Regions from separate parts of the Gossypium hirsutum genome. Here region 2 is linked to region 1. A link is a contact called in public Hi-C data. All regions are on one chromosome and are shown on one strand. Each heading gives the region's core, a stretch centred on a gene start, on an enhancer-like site or on the middle of the called end of the contact. The rest is flanking DNA. Distances are from core to core; before and after follow the strand shown. Region 1 holds the start of LOC107909637 (serine/arginine-rich splicing factor RSZ21). Region 2 has its middle 53 kb from the start of LOC121215068.

Region 1 (4,562 bases), core at 818-3,317:
TAAATGAGATTCCTGACTGTTCAAGTAATTAAGTTCACATGACTTTACCCATTTGCATAAGGTGAATCACGACGAGAATAACGATATGGAGGCGACCTGCTGTAACTCCGACCACGACGAGGTGATATGCTGCGGCGCCGAGGAGATCTTCCTGGACTATAGCTCCTACCACAAGATTAAAAGAATTTATGTGACATAAAATAGCAAGTAATTTTTTCTGAGTAGCCTGCATATTCTTGTTGAGAGGACCAATCAGTAGAAGCCAAATCAAGTTTAATTAAAATAAAAAGCCTTCATCAAATCCATTCAAATAAAAAGATATATGCTTCTTGTAAGTATAATAAAAAACCAGTTGGACATATAGGTAAACACAGTCTTAAATTGACAGACATTGTTTTTGCATAAATATCAATTCTAGCCACTAAGTTTCAAAAAGGGGCAAAGGGATTTTTGAATAGCATAGGAAAAGGCATGATATATAATGTACCATCACTTTGTATAGGCTCCTTTACAAAAAAGATCACAGTAGGAGCTACCCTCCTCTACACACTCCAATAAAGAGAGAGAAAGAAAAGGAATCCTTAACCCCACCTGCGCCCATGCCCATAACTTGGACTCCTACGGCGACGAGGACTGGGGCTTCGACGCCGGCCACTTCCCAGGCCTCGTGATCCATAACGCGAGCGGCATTCGCGAGCAAAGTGACCAGGCTCACCACACTCATAACACTTTAAATCCTCACCCCCACCACGGCGCCCACCACGGCCTCCACCACCTTTTGAATTATGAGAAAGTTCCACACGCCAACCATTTTTTCCTTAAGTGAGAAAAAGGATATAGTTAGAAAATTCTAGAAATGGTCAATAAAGCAACATAGATCAGAAATGTCATTTGAATCTAAGGAACCAAAAGAACTAAGAGCCAAATGCACAAACTTAGAATTATTTTTTTGGAATAAACAATCAGATTACACCAAACCACTAAAGCAACTGGCTGCAGACAACCAGAAAACAATAGCAACTTCTTGAAATATAAAAGAAAATCATTAAAATACTTAAACCGGTTAGGAGATCTCTCTAGCATTCAAATGAAAGCTCAACACTCACCAAATTAGAAGCATATGCAGCATATAAGTGAGGGCAACATAAATAATCAAGCAAAAACTAATGAATAGGGCAACTTATATAAGGGTATTCGAGTAGAGAACCACCATAATTCAAGCATGTAAGAGTAATACAACAAATGAAAGAAATAAACACTAGAAAAAAGAGTATACACACCATCCAGTTCACGAATTGCATCAATAGCATCCCTGCGATCATCAAACTCAATAAACGCATACCCAGGAGGCCTTCGAGCTACCCATACACTGGATTCATTTCATCAAAACATAAATCAATCAATAGCACAAACAGCATTTTATTATTTTTTTTATTTTTATTTTAAAGCTTCTTTCAAATGCAGGAAAGCAAGTTCATCTTGTATGATATTGACGAACAAACTAAATAATCAATTAAAGCTAGCAAAACCTGACAATCTTCAGAGTGGCAAATAAATTTAACCCAAAGAAAAACACCCAGGTCCCTATCAAAATACACTTTATCCCCTTCATTCACAAAATAAAAATAAAAATACCTGCGGAGAACGCCAAAAATCCTAAACTCGTCTTCGAGATCCCTCTCAGTGACCCGAGGATCCAAATTCCCAACATAGACCCGAGACATTCTCGTAAAATCACTGCACACCTTAAACAATAACAAATTAATTAGGAAAAGTGAATAAAATCACAAAAACGGAAAATCTAATGGTTTTGAATAGCCATCAAAGCTCGTTATAGATACATCATAGATAAATTAGGGGTTTTGCAAATTATCGAAGGAATCGAAATTATAGACGGAGGAGGAGATAGAGAGTAGGGGTTAGGTTACCTTGAGGAAATTTCTATAGGGTTTGCAGGATAGAAGAAAGAGAGATGAAACTTCGATTGATCAATTTGGTTCTGCGGTAGCCAATCCTATAACCCTCGAAGAATAAACAACCCTATAAAATGAAAAGGTTCCGCTTTGCTAATTAATATTGTACAAGGCCTTGGCCTTTCTATAGTATTGGGCCTCTCAACAAATCCAATGGAAAAGTACAAATCTTCATTTACATCAAGTTTTAGATTCTAAGTCATAAAAGAAAAACTTAGCAAGATTTAATATATCAAGTTTGGTGAGTTTTGTTTTGACTAAAGTCGAGTGTCTAAGTAATTAATCACTGCACCAATTTACCCTACCTTTAATTGGTATAATAATAAAATTAACCTTCAACATTTATAAATTTTATCATTTCGGTCATAATTTTAAGAATCCAATAAATTTACTCTCACCAAATCAAAAAAAATAGAATGAAGATCAACTTTATAAAATGTGTTCATGTTGATAGCTATATTTGTTTAATTTTTTAGAATTAGAAATTTTTTTGACAAAATGTGTAAACATTGATGACTATTATACCAATCAAAAATTGAATAAATTGATAAAAATGTGAGAATCATGATTAATTATCTTTAATTGCTCGTTTTTTAAAACTAAAAAGAACTAATTTTTTTCTATATTTTAAAAAAACTCAATTTACTCAATATTGATATTACTATTCAACCCTAAATATTATCCTTCAAACCATTTTACAATAACCATTTAAATTTTGAAATAAGAAGAAATTATTATGAATATCTTATTAAGCGGGTGTCCATCAAGATCAAGATAAGCTTTGATATACTTTAAATTCTAATAGTGATTAGAAATAGATCTCTACTTCATTTATACTTCTTATGCCTATAAATAAAGACTTTGGAGAAGCTTTGTAAATACCTCGATTGATCAATAAAAATACGCTCTCTCTTTGCTCTTCTATTCTCTTTGTTCTTTATTCTCTGTCTTTTATTTTATAACATGTTATCAATACGATTCTCTTCTAAATATCTTAATTGTGGATTAAATCAACGGCAACTTTGCGAACCATTAAGCCTCATCCAAAATACCAAAATTCAACCTCTAACCACTAAAATTACTTTTATTTTTCTGTTTCGTTGGCTCCTTTGCTTCTTCAAATGTCTATTTATTGTTGCCGATTGCTATTCAAATTGAGCGCTTACTTCCCTCATTCTCCATTACTTGTTGTCTTTAGCCTGTTGTTGTTTGCAACTCTTTGCAGGAAGTTTTCATCTATTTAGTGTTTTATATCTAGATTAATTTTCAATTAAATTAAATTAATTTGAGATTTTTTTAATTAACTTGTTTTACTTCTTATTAAAGTTGGTAAAATAATATTACTCCGAATGGAAGGTTTGAGTATACACTAAGAGGCTCAACACCAAGATGGACACTTTAGTCCGTTGCTTTGGATGGTGAAAAAAATTTTGATCTCAGCATGAATTTTAGATTTATAAAGCACAATTTAAATTGGTAAGGAGCTTCATTTTTTTGTTTTTTGAGGTATGATTATTTTTTTATTTTTTTAAGTCTGATCAAATTATTAACTTATATTAATATTGATGGGTTCATAAGGGTTACTAATAAAACTTTATAATATATTGTTTTTAAATGATTGTTTAAATATACTTTAATTGTCGATACAAAATATAAGTTTTTGTGATATTGGTCCCCTTTAAAGAGAATTTTTTTTTTTTGTTATTGATGAATGATTGGATTATATATTTTAGATTGAATTATAAAATACAAATAATTTATTAGAGCATCATAAGATTCTATAAGTTATATGTAGTATATTCTTATGAAAGCATAGTCATTTTAGTACTTGTAATAGTGCACGTGATAATAGCCAAAGTGACGACGATGGTGTTAAAGATCTTCAGTTATATTTTACTATGATTTATTTATTATAATTGGAGACTAGTCATGACGAACATGAATAGATAGATTTTGATTTGAAATCCATGTAGGTTCGCGATGGTGATTATGAAATAAAGAATCAATGGAGGTATTTAGAAGTCTGTCCTACTAGATTTGTTATATTCCTCGAAGTGAATGCAAATATAAATAAAATAAAAGAAATAATCATGGACCACTAAAAGCAGGAACATAGTTATAAATAAGAGAACAATGAGAGTTTTCAAAATAACTCTTCAAAGGGCAAAGATAACTTATGTTATCAATGTGATATGAAATATTATTGGTCACATATGTGGCATATGCCCAAATATTTTGTTTCTGTTAATATTATTTGAGGAAGGATTTGAGAATGTAGTAATGAATTCTATCATTCCAGATAGAAAATATTTATCTTATTTGGTACTGAAACAAACAAATATTATTCCAACATTTGATAGTACAAAATTAGTTGAAAGCACCAGAAGAGCTAATATATCAATATCTAAAAAGCACAAAATTTGTGATGGTTAATACATTAGTTCTAAAAGATATTCATTATAATGGAAATCATATTGAGATTGTGAATGAAAAAAAGATTATATTTCATATGAATCATTATTGCTACAAATATCTATTTTGAAATGATGAAAAAAGGGAGGATCAAGTTATTGATTAATCTTGTTATTA
Region 2 (4,562 bases), core at 763-3,262, 260 kb after region 1:
CTTATGGAAAGAAAAATTATGTTTTATATCATTTTAGTTTTCTATCCCCTCAATTTTCCATCTTTCTAATTTACTTTCCTCTCAACCAAGCAAAGCATAAGGGTGTGCTTGATTGGGTGAAAGGAGAGATGGGAGGAGGGAATTGAAAAATGGAAGAAAAATAAAATTTCAGTATGTTTGGTTGAGAAGAAAAGTGAGAGGAAATAAAATAAGAGAGAGGATCATTTTCTATCCTAATGCATAAAAATCAATCATTTCGAATTGGAAAGATGGGAGGAGAGAAAATGAGATGTGTGTGTTAGTTCAAACTTATGCATTTTTTGAATGTTTTATTTTCTTTCCTTCAATTTTTCAACTCTACCAAGCAATAGATGAAAAGAAAAAGTAATTTTTTTTTTAATTTTTACATCTCTTCTATCAAACATACCTATGAAAAGAAAAATTATAGTTTTCATATCCTTCTAATTTTCTAATTTTCTTTCCGCCAACAAAGTAAAACCTGAATGAAACAAAGGAAGATTTGATTTTAGAATAAACTAGGTTGGGCAAAGTTACTCCAGTTTAACGAATTGCTTTACTTTTTATTATTATTTACTTTGTTTCTTTTTTTTTTTTTAGATTTTTAGTCTGGGGAGGCTTTTGCTTTTTTTTTTTTAATTTAATTTAATTTAATTATTTATTTTATTAAATTTTATGTGGTGTCACATCATACCAACACCGTTACTTTTTTCGTTAATAAATAAGTAATTTGACTCGAAAATGGAACAATGAAGACAAAATTGTTCCAAAAAAAAATTAAAGATCGAATTGTCTAAAAAATAAACGTTGAGGGCAATTTTTGCCATTATGCCAATTGTCTATCATAAATGTATTTGAGGCATATTTATATAAACCTTGACATTTTAATAATTCTTTATGTAAATTTTACACATTCTTGTATTTCTATCATCTTATTTGTTTTGTGTTTAATTATTTTTACCGCATTGTGTTTGTATCACATAAATATAATAATGTTTTGTCAAAAATTATCAATGCTAACTGATTGACATATTCTAATAATTCAATTTTGTGGAAAGTTTTAATTTTTCTTACTTTTTTATCATTTAAAAGTATTATAAAATATCATTTTAATAAATTTGATATCATGCCCACTACAACACATGGTTTATATATCTAGTAAATAATTTAAAAATGAAGGGTCTATATGTAACATAATTAATTTTCTGAGTTTATAATTTGTAAAATAGAAATACAGTAGACATATATCATTTGTTTTCTCCAATATAACCACTATTATATGCAAAACTAAGACATTTTGATCTTTAAACCACATAATATCTTGCAGCGTATAAAATAATAACTAGCACCTTATTTGGAGGGAAGGTGAAGCTTGTAAGATGTAAAGAGTACTTTTTCCCCCTAGAATTAAACATACCTCCGATATTTTATTGAGGAAAGTAATGTTACATCACTATCCAATAATTTTTGTGCTATATTATTGGCCAACACACAGTGAGTCTGGGTGTGCAAGATTATGTATCTTAATTGAAACACATTCTATGTTTGGGGTCCCTAGGCCACTAAATGGAAAATAAACCTCCCCCCATCTTCATTCCTTTTGCTTCTTAAAGCTGGAAAGAAATGAAAAAGTAAAATTATCCCCCAAAATATTTTGTTGTTCACTGAAAGAGACCCATGTTACCATAACCCCCTATCACTAAGGATTTTGTACACAAAATAAATCATAAGGGGTGCATATGACTACTTGATACATGTTTCTGCATTATTTCTGCTTACTCGAGTAATCCTTGTGCTTTAAATGGAGTTGTAATTTGATTTAATAATTACATATATATGCATAGAAAAAGAGAAGTAGGGATCGGGGAAATTTAATTGGGTTAAGTTATACTCCATTTGTTATATTTTTTCGGACTGTGATACGTGATAGCATAGTAAGCTATTTGGAGAATGTCACTTCACTTGTTACTAGCCAATCACCAAGGGACTGATGGTCCCGAAGGCTTGACCCCAGTCAACTTTTTGCCTTACCAGAATGGATCATTCCCGTGAGGCAAACAATCACTTGTTCTCTTGTTCAAAACGTGATTCCTTAGGCCACCAAATCTCACGTTGGTCTAACCACTCTACTTCAGGGATCATATGGAATGACCATATGCGTTTCATCACAAAAATCCTTCTCACACGTCTCTCAATGATGGTCTAATAACAGACCCGCCACATTAATCTCACCTAATACTGAACCTCTCTTATATATACCCTGAAATGATGAAGAAGGGATCAATCCTCAATCTAGCCCTGTTACTACCTCCAAAACAATCCTTTGCTATCTCAACCTTCTTGCTTGTTTCAACCTTCGACTCTTTGTTCAAATTAAATGAACCGGCCTCCACTAAGACCACCCCTCCCTCTTCTGTGTCTCCTCCATTTATTAAACCCATACACCAACACCATTATTTTTTTTAAAATTCATTATTATTTGATTCAAATTTAATCAAGGTATTAGGCATATTAACGGATAAAGGGGTGATTTATTGACTTGGTGCGAACAAGGGGGGGAATCATGGACAATTGGCTCCGCAGATTGGTGTTCATTTGGGTGAGTTGACCAGGTAAGGGCTAGGTGGTGGGGCAATGAATGTGATGAAATGAGTGTGAGTGAGGTGGTGAGGGACTGATTGGGTTTGAGCTGGATCTAGTGGTGGGAACCAATTTCACATGCTTGCACATGATGTCTTAACTTAGTTACCCTCCCAACTTCATCAGCATTTTTTCATTTCTATTCACTATTTTGATGAGTGGCCACTGCCCTATCCCCAGGGTAAGGATTTTGGACACTAATTATTCCACTCAACTCCACTCCCTCCTTAGCTATTTTCTCCACTTATGATTAGCCATATCTTTGTCATTGTCTAGCTAGTGCCTAATAGCGTACAAATCGTTCCATTTATTGGGATACCGTGTCTTCAGGAAATCGATGGAGATATGTTTTGGTTCCAAGTACGTTGATTTTGTGTCAACAACTAATTAGTTATAGAGGAGTTGGAGCGTTTAAATACAACTTTGAGTTTTATAGATTAAAAAGCAGCATTAAGATAGTTTATTTTCCATTAGAGATTTGAGTTTGATTTTGCATTTAATTAAAATTCAATATTATTATTATTAAATATTGAAAAATTTTGAGCTAAAACAAAAATAGCTTTCAACGAATCCAAATCATTACTAGAAATTAGGTGACAACTTCACCTTTTTAAAAATTTCAAACTTAGGTTAATCAATTCAAAAAGTTCATATCATTGTTTACAAAATAATAAATACATAATTTTATATTAATATTAATATATTTTATAATTAAATTTAAATAAAATTATTAAAAAATTAATTTAAATTCGAATCAAGCGTGCATGACATCAGTAAAGTTTTTTTTTTTAGTTATGGTGAGAAATAAAGAAATTATAGTTTTCATCATTTTACCAATTTCACATTTGATATTTCTTTTTTCGAACAATCTTATTATATGTTGTAATTATATTTGCTATTTTTTACACAATACATTGAGAACTATCGTAGTAATGCGAGTCTCAAAGCCTAATTTCAGACCCATGAATGTGCTGGGCTCATATTACATCAAGACCCAACAACAATGTCAAAGGCCAAGCAAATCAAACAAAGATTCAATCAAATATAATATTTGAGGATGAATCTTTTCGAGGAAAGGGGGAATGATACATGCATGGATGGGGTTTGTTTCTTGTGCATGATTTCTTTCTTATGATTTTTAGAAGTAGTTTTCTTCTCGATTTTCTTCAATGAGTCATGGAAATTCATTCTTCACCCTTCAATTTGTCAAGGATTATTTCTTGGGGGATTGATTAGAGTTATTAATTGAGTTTGTTGGGATTTATATCTCAAAGGATTTAACTGGGCATTTATCCTTCTATCCATCATAACCATTAGTTTACTCGTCCATCTTCCACTTTATTCTTTTTTAATTTCTATTTCTTATTTATTTATGATTTTTATATGCTTTTTTATTCTCAAATTTCTTGTAACATCCCTAACCCGTATCCGTCGCCGAATTAGGGTTACGAGGTATTACCGAACAAACACAACCATTTTTTTTTAAAACCAAACTGATCACAAACATGAAAATTAAATCATTTTCGCATAGCTATTTATAATATACAATTAAAATCTAACCAACATCGTACTCAAACCTATACATGCCATAAGATCAAGTTAAAATATTTAACAAAATACCAAAAGAAGTCGATAGTGTGATAGACTATGCTGATGATCCCCGAGCTCGTAACGCGTCTCCAAAATCTATAAAAACAAATGGACAAAATTAATCAAAGTAAGCTTTTATAGCTTAGTAAGTCTATAGCATATCTAAAAATACATATAAAAGAATCACATAATTCTTTAAGTAAATTTATTGAAATCACAAATATCAAATATAATTACTAACCAAACATTGCTATATTAAGTCATTTTGTTTAAATCTAAAAGAATGTATATTTAACTAATATACATAAACGGAC

The links. A called contact is a pair of places that touch in the nucleus more often than the background predicts.
Region 2: a contact with region 1 is called in a Hi-C map of leaf, with 2.6 times the contacts expected there. The contact joins the enhancer-like site here to the promoter of LOC107909637 in region 1. A contact is called at or near these places in 7 of 34 Hi-C or Micro-C datasets (callus, hypocotyl and leaf).

Annotation. Positions count from the first base shown.
Region 1 is chrD02:61,470,032-61,474,593 of Gossypium_hirsutum_v2.1, forward strand. LOC107909637 (serine/arginine-rich splicing factor RSZ21) reads right to left here and starts at 2,068. Exons shown (of 6, transcript XM_016837250.2): 1 at 1,929-2,068; 2 at 1,636-1,745; 3 at 1,281-1,369; 4 at 592-817; 5 at 49-156. The coding sequence starts at 1,724.
Region 2 is chrD02:61,732,914-61,737,475 of Gossypium_hirsutum_v2.1, forward strand. No RefSeq gene overlaps it. Among protein-coding and RNA genes, the nearest start is that of LOC121215068, 53 kb to the right of the region's middle. Within about 2 kb of position 2,013, at least 4 of the 9 cell types and tissues checked have an H3K27ac peak or open chromatin away from gene starts, as enhancers often do. A contact at or near this core is called in hypocotyl and leaf, where this site is marked.